Linked DNA regions of Mus musculus: region 2 is linked to region 1. A link is a contact called in public HiChIP or PLAC-seq data. All regions are on one chromosome and are shown on one strand. Each heading gives the region's core, a stretch centred on a gene start, on an enhancer-like site or on the middle of the called end of the contact. The rest is flanking DNA. Distances are from core to core; before and after follow the strand shown. Region 1 has its middle 20 kb from the start of Aebp2. Region 2 overlaps Gm31108 (predicted gene, 31108).

Region 1 (3,169 bases), core at 354-2,853:
ATCTCTCCAGCCCTATTCAGGTGTTTTTTTAGCCCCTAGTCCCTGAACAGTCAGGTCTGCCTTGGCGATACATGCTGGACTTGCTGTGCCCGACCATGGCTTGAATGCATAACTGAAAGATCTACTGAATGCATAGCCAAATGTCACTAGGTTCCCCTAACACCCAGCTAACAACAATCCCATTGTGGCTTCCGCCTTTTAAATGTTCTACTCCTGTGCTTCAGTGCCAAGGGAAGAGCCTGCTCTGGGTTGCGGGCTAATAAAGCCCTCTGTGTCCCTCCTGAATGCTGGGGACGGAGGGACCTGCCATTGCCTGCTTTTGCTTGTAAATTGTATCTGCTTGAGACAGGAGCTCACACTGTAGCCCAGATTGGCCTGAAACTTGGGACGAAGCTTCTGATTTAGTTTCCTGGGCTCTAGGATTAGACGAGTGAGCCATCTTTTTTTATATCTAAACGTGTAAGTGAGGAGCTGATGAGGTGGCCCTGAGGTTTTAAAAGCCCTCAGTGCTCTCTTGGAGGGCTGGATTTTGGATCCTAGCACCCATGTCAAGCACAGAATGATACCTGGAACACCAGTCTCTAGTGGATCTGATGTCCTCTTCTGGATCTTGTAGGTGCCTGCACACATGTGGCACAGACACGCTTACATACATGTTTTAAATGAAATACACATTGGGACAAGCAAGTTATCTGTTTTCTCCATGGCTCTGAGTCCCTTGGTATTCTGTCTGGACTCCACTCCCTCAGTTACCTGGCAACATCCAGGTAGGCCTGGTCTACTATAAAAGGGGTTGCTTGCCTCTTCTCTCTCTCTTACTCTTGCTTTCTTGCCTCTTGCCCCCCTTGCTCCCCCTCTCATCATTCCCTTCCCCCTCTCTCCACCTGGTCATGGCCGGCCTCTACTTCTCTACTCTCTCCTTCTCTCTGCCTTTCTCTGCCTCTACTACCCTCTTATGTCCCCTCCCCATGCCCTGAATAAACTATTCTATACTGTATCATCTTGTGGCTGGTCCCTCAGGGGAAAGGATGCCTTGTCATGGGCCAGTGAGGCACTCCTTTCCCCCATACCCCCCGACTCCCATAGAACATATTCTTATATTTCTTTCTCTTTTTATGATTACAACGGAGCCCATGTCCAGTTAATAAGTCTTTGTCTGTGTTAGATGGCTGCTGGGAAGTGAGGGGTATTTGGAGTTTTAGAGCCAAGGTGTAACCCAAAAGTCCTGCCAGCCGATTCTGGAAAGCTATTCCCCACCCCCAAGTGTGTGTGTGTGTGTGTGTGTGTGTGTGTGTGTGTGTGTATGTATGTATGTGTGCTTGTGGGTCCACATAGTCTCTCCTCTGGGCTAGGCCAACTCTTAGCTTTCCTTTTCCTCCTTCTGAAGCATGGGACTGTGGGTGTGGGCTACCATGCACCATCCCAGAGCAGTCCCTCCAGCTGAAAGCTCTCCCGTTCAGCCTGTCTGCAAGGCTGAGCTTCACAAATGGATAATTTGTCATCCTTGCAGGCAAGATCCAGCAGGCAACAGAGAGAGCCAGGTTCGTGCATGGAGTATGTCAGGCAGGGTGGAGCCCCTGAGGGCTACAGAGTTTGTTAGAGAAAGTGGCTTTGGCCAGGCTCTCTTTAGAAACGCAGCCAGCCCATTATCCTCTCCTCTACCTGAGACATAGTAACAAGCAACAGAAAGCCAAGGTTTTGTCAATGCCAGCATTCTTCCCGCAGGAGCTAATCTCCCTTTTATTAAGCCGCTCCTGGGGGTCTGCTCAGGCTAAAATGGGAATGAAAGATTAACATTAAAAAAGAAACACAAGAGCCCCTTAAATGGCCCAGTGGGTGAAGCCTGGGAACCGACAGGTTGCCCTTTGACCTCTCCATTCACGTGCCACTCTTCCCCACCCCCCAAATGCCATCAAGATAGCTCAGTCTGTAAAGGCATCAGCCATCAAGTCTGATGATGGGAGTTCAATTCCTAGAACGCAGGGGATGGAAGGAGGGAAGAGAAACAGGAAACAGTTTTTTCAATAGTTTACCTAAAAGACATCGGAATCTCTGTAAGACAGAACCCGGGCGTTCTACATATTCATAACCTGTGTGTGTGTGTGTGTGTGTGTGTGTGTGTGTGTGTGTGTGTGTGTGCGTGTGAAAATGGGAAAGACATTCTGAAATGCCTTTCCTTCTCCACTGACCTACCACTCAATCAGTGGAGAACTCTGAGAAACTTCCGCTGGCCCTGTGGTTTCCTAACCCTGGAACTGTAGAGGTTGGGGTGCCCCTCAACTTCCAGACACATTCGTTTATTTTGAGACTTAGAAGACAATCTAAGTGGCTGGATATTAACCTGTTTTTATTTTGCTCTTCCTTCTCCTTCTTCCTCCTCTGCCTCTCCCTTCGTCCTCCTTCCTCCTCTTTCCTCTTTCTTAAGCTTGAGACAGGAGACAGTTTTTGTGTGTGTGTGTGTGTGTGTGTGTGTGTGTGTGTGTGTGTGTGTGTGACCCTGGCTGTTCTGAAACTATCTCTGTAGATGAGGCTGGCCTCGAACTCACATGAGATCCTCCTGCCTCTGCCTCCCCAGTGCTGGGATTAAAGACATAAACTACCATCTTCTGGTTCAATTTCTACTATCTAAAAAGATTTAGGTACGGGCAGTGGTGGAGCATGGGAGTTAGAGGCAGGCGGACTTCTGAGTTCAAGGACAGCCTGGTGTACAGAGTGAGTTCCAGGGATAGCCAGGGCTACACAGAGAAACCCTGTCTCAAAAAACAAAACAAGCAAACAAAGATTTAGGTAACGCCAGCAGATGGGATGATGGCATGGTCTGAGCTCCTCCTCCACATAACACAATTCATTTACAATTTCTTCGTGGCTCTGACTTGCTTCCCTCCTCAGAGCTGGAATTTGCACCACCATTCCTGCTGGGCTTTCTAAGCTTGTACCTATTCCTGAGAGCATAGAGCCTTATGCTTTCGGCCTACTGTAGAATTCTTCTTCCCTATGCTTTCGGCTTGCTGTGTTTCTACCTCTCCAAACCTGGAAAATCCTCCTTGTATCTGTAACAATTAAGAGGGAAAAGCATTCAGATGGTCTTTCCCATTCTCTCTCTCTCTCTCTCTCTCTCACACACACACACACACACACACACACACACACAAACACCCACACACACACA
Region 2 (3,132 bases), core at 304-2,803, 2.5 Mb before region 1:
ATATTGAGGGGAATATGAACGAGGAGGAGGTTTAAAGAGTGGTGTGGGAGAGAATAGGTAGAGTGCTGGATGGATGTGACAGGAAACTATTTGGAGGAAGAGAGAGCACCATGAAAGTGGGGGGATGGGATCTGGGTAAAGGGCTGGGGAGAAGGCAAAGAAGATGAAGTATAGTGACTGAGATGCATGTAGGTGTGTGTGTGTGTGTGTATGAAAATATCACAGTAAAACCCATTTTTTTTTGCATGCTAATCAGAAATGGAAGGAAGGAAGAAGAGGGAGAGAGAAAATGCAAGCCATCTCGGGACAGCGTAGACAGAGCACCTACCCAGCCTGTCAGGGTTTGGTTTTAATCCCCATCTCTGCGAAAAACAACCAACACATTAAAAATAATTATTATGGTGTACACCTGTAGCCCTAGGACTTGGAAGGAAAAAAAAACCAAAACAAAAACCAGGAGCTCAAGGTCAGGTTCACCTAAACTGTTTTAAATATCAAAGAAAAGTGCATTCTACTCTTGTTGCGGAACACCTGGGTTTTGTTTCCAATCTCCAAGTGGTGGCTCACAAGTACCTATAACTACAGTTCCAGGGGAGCTGATGGTCTCTGGCCTCTGTGGGCATTGCACACACACACACACACACACACACACACACACACACGATGCACATACATACATACATACATACATGCAGGCAAAACATACACATAAGAATAAATCTAAAACGTATCATAACAAGAACTGAGGGGGTGATGAGGTGTTTCTGTCATTTTGTTTTAGTCTAGACCCTGAATAAATTGCAAAGGAAGAACTCTATTGGATACCCTTTTAGGCCCCATGGTTGGAGAAGGTAACCTTGCAAGGCACCGGTGGGTCTCCCTGCTCTCGTGGATCATCAGCAATTCGGTTATCTGCCTTAATAGGTGATTGAAGGCTTATAAAGTTTTGGGGGACAGAGGGCAGGAACATCCTGGATGGGCAAAGAGCATTGGCTGGGGGCTAAGGGTACCTGGCGTACCTCATTAGCGTGGGGAAGCATTTCTGGAATCTCAGGTGCTGACTGAAAAGGTTTTGTCAGGAGAAAGGAAATTGATCCTGATAGCTTACCGGGGAAACTCCTGAGTGAACCACGAGGAGCCGGAATTGATGCAAAAAGCAAGAGGAACTTATGGTTCCCAGGCACTGGGGTTTTCATATGTAAGTTTTTATGTAGTTTCCAGGGGCAGACTAGAGCATTGGCAACTAAGCACAATAATTGGCGGAACAGTGCACTCTTTAAACTGATTGGTCTTTAGGGAATGAGGCGACAAGGACTTCCCTTGTCTGAAGGTGGGCAACAGTCGGTCCTGCGGAACGTGTTCCCCACCCGCAGGTCGTTCCCGCCTCGCGGTCTGAGAAATGTTAATTAGCCTCTCCCTTCCGGAGGGGCAAGGGTTTCATGACCTTCCCAAAGTTCCTAAGCTGACCTTTTCACTTATAAACTAGTTGAGGCTAAGGGACATTGCTCGGGCAGAGGGAAGTATGGAGGCTTAGAACCACGAGGAGGTCTGAGAAGGAGCAACTCTGCCAGAGAAGGGAGTCTCCCATATTGCGCTGAGCCCAGAGGCTATGTGGTCATAGTGGACTTGGATGAGCAGAGTTTTCCCATAGGCAAGGAGTGACTCTGTCCAGATTCTGGGTCAACAATGAAAGCAAGTTCTACTTGAAGACACCTTCAGCATCAGGCAGCAAAACAAAGGGACAGGAGGCTGTGCAACTGACAAACCAGCCCACAGAAGCATCATCACGTGAGCTTCACCTTCTACGTGTTGAAGTGGTCAGGACAAGTCAGAAGGGTTGGATAACTTCAGGGAACCCAATGTGTTCAAAGCGTTCAAAGCAGGCCTCCTTGCTCTGGTGTCTTTCTGCGGGTCAGTAGGACCTCCTGTAGCTCAGTTTGGCCTTGAGATTCCTGTGTAGACAGGATTACCTTGAACTCCTGATCCTCCTGCCAGTACCTCCTGAGGGTGGCGATTACTGGTGCGCACCACCGCGTCCAGTTTACGTGGCACCAGGGACCAATCCCAGAGCAAGCGCTCTGCCCACTGAACCACGTTGCCAGCCTTGGGCTAGTCATCTTGGCTTTCCGACTGTCTCGTTCTTACCACTCCGCCGCTGCTTAACTCCGTTTGATTTTCACGGAGGACAAGATAGCTCCACGATTTCTTCTCAGCCTTCCCAGTTGTGTTTGCACTAACTTTGCTTTTTGTTTTCAGTTTCCAGTTTATCCTGAAAGCTCACATGATGGTCACTGTAAAACACTGCGACCTTACTAGAGGTCCCCTACCCCCACTGCCTTCTTAGATTCTGTCTTGAATCACCACCACCCCCGCTCAGTTCTGCCTGTCCTGTTATTTTTCCGGACATTACTTTTCTTCCTTCCAAGTCACCAACTTTCTGCACAAATCCCAATTCTGCCCAAATTAACTTTGTTGTTTCTAGTCTAGGCCATTTTACTCTAGATTATATTTAAACTGAATTTTCCTTGTTCAGATTTTGATTATATCAAAAATGTCCAGCTGAGAGGCTGGAGGGATAATTCAATGGTTAAGGGCATGCACTGCTCTCTGTCTCCCAACAGAAACAACGGATGGCTCACAAGTGCCTATAACTTCAGGTGCAGGCGATCCAGACCCCTCTGGCCCCTCTGGGCACATGTACACACATGGTGCACATACACTCATGCAAGTACACATACAGACAAGTAAATACAATATTTTCAAAATGTCTAGCTCAAATTCTGTCCTCTTTTTAAGAACCTGGACCTCAACATGCCCCTGCCTCAGCCCCCTGAGTGCTGAAGCGCTGGGGTATATTGTATACCTGCACCCTGCATTTCTGTCCTTCAAATTCTACCTTTGATGTGAGGGTTCTGCCACAATTATTCTCAGATGATGATGATGATTTTAGTTAAGGTTTTTCTGCTGTGAACAGACACTATGACCAAGGCAACTCTTATAAGTACATCTAATTGGGGCTGGCTTACAGGTTCAGAGGTTAAGTTCATTATCATCAAGGCAGGAACATGGCAGCATTCAGGTAGGCATGGTGCAAGAGGAGCAGAGAGTTCTACGTCTTCATCTGAAGGCTGC

The links. HiChIP or PLAC-seq counts read pairs in DNA pulled down with a chosen protein or histone mark.
Region 2: an H3K27ac HiChIP or PLAC-seq map of embryonic stem cells shows a contact between it and region 1, with 7 times the contacts expected there. The contact joins two enhancer-like sites. A contact is called at or near these places in 1 of 39 promoter capture datasets (pre-B cells) and 4 of 115 datasets of contacts at active chromatin or transcription factors (all in embryonic stem cells).

What each region holds. Positions count from the first base shown.
Region 1 is chr6:140,602,100-140,605,268 of GRCm38.p6, reverse strand. No RefSeq gene overlaps it. Among named protein-coding and RNA genes, the nearest start is that of Aebp2, 20 kb to the left of the region's middle. Within about 2 kb of position 1,603, at least 21 of the 459 cell types and tissues checked have an H3K27ac peak or open chromatin away from gene starts, as enhancers often do. A contact at or near this core is called in embryonic stem cells, where this site is marked.
Region 2 is chr6:143,106,487-143,109,618 of GRCm38.p6, reverse strand. It overlaps Gm31108 (predicted gene, 31108), which reads left to right. Exons shown (of 9, transcript NR_153819.1): 9 at 257-405. Among named protein-coding and RNA genes, the nearest start is that of C2cd5, 7.9 kb to the right of the region's middle. Within about 2 kb of position 1,553, at least 26 of the 459 cell types and tissues checked have an H3K27ac peak or open chromatin away from gene starts, as enhancers often do. A contact at or near this core is called in embryonic stem cells, where this site is marked.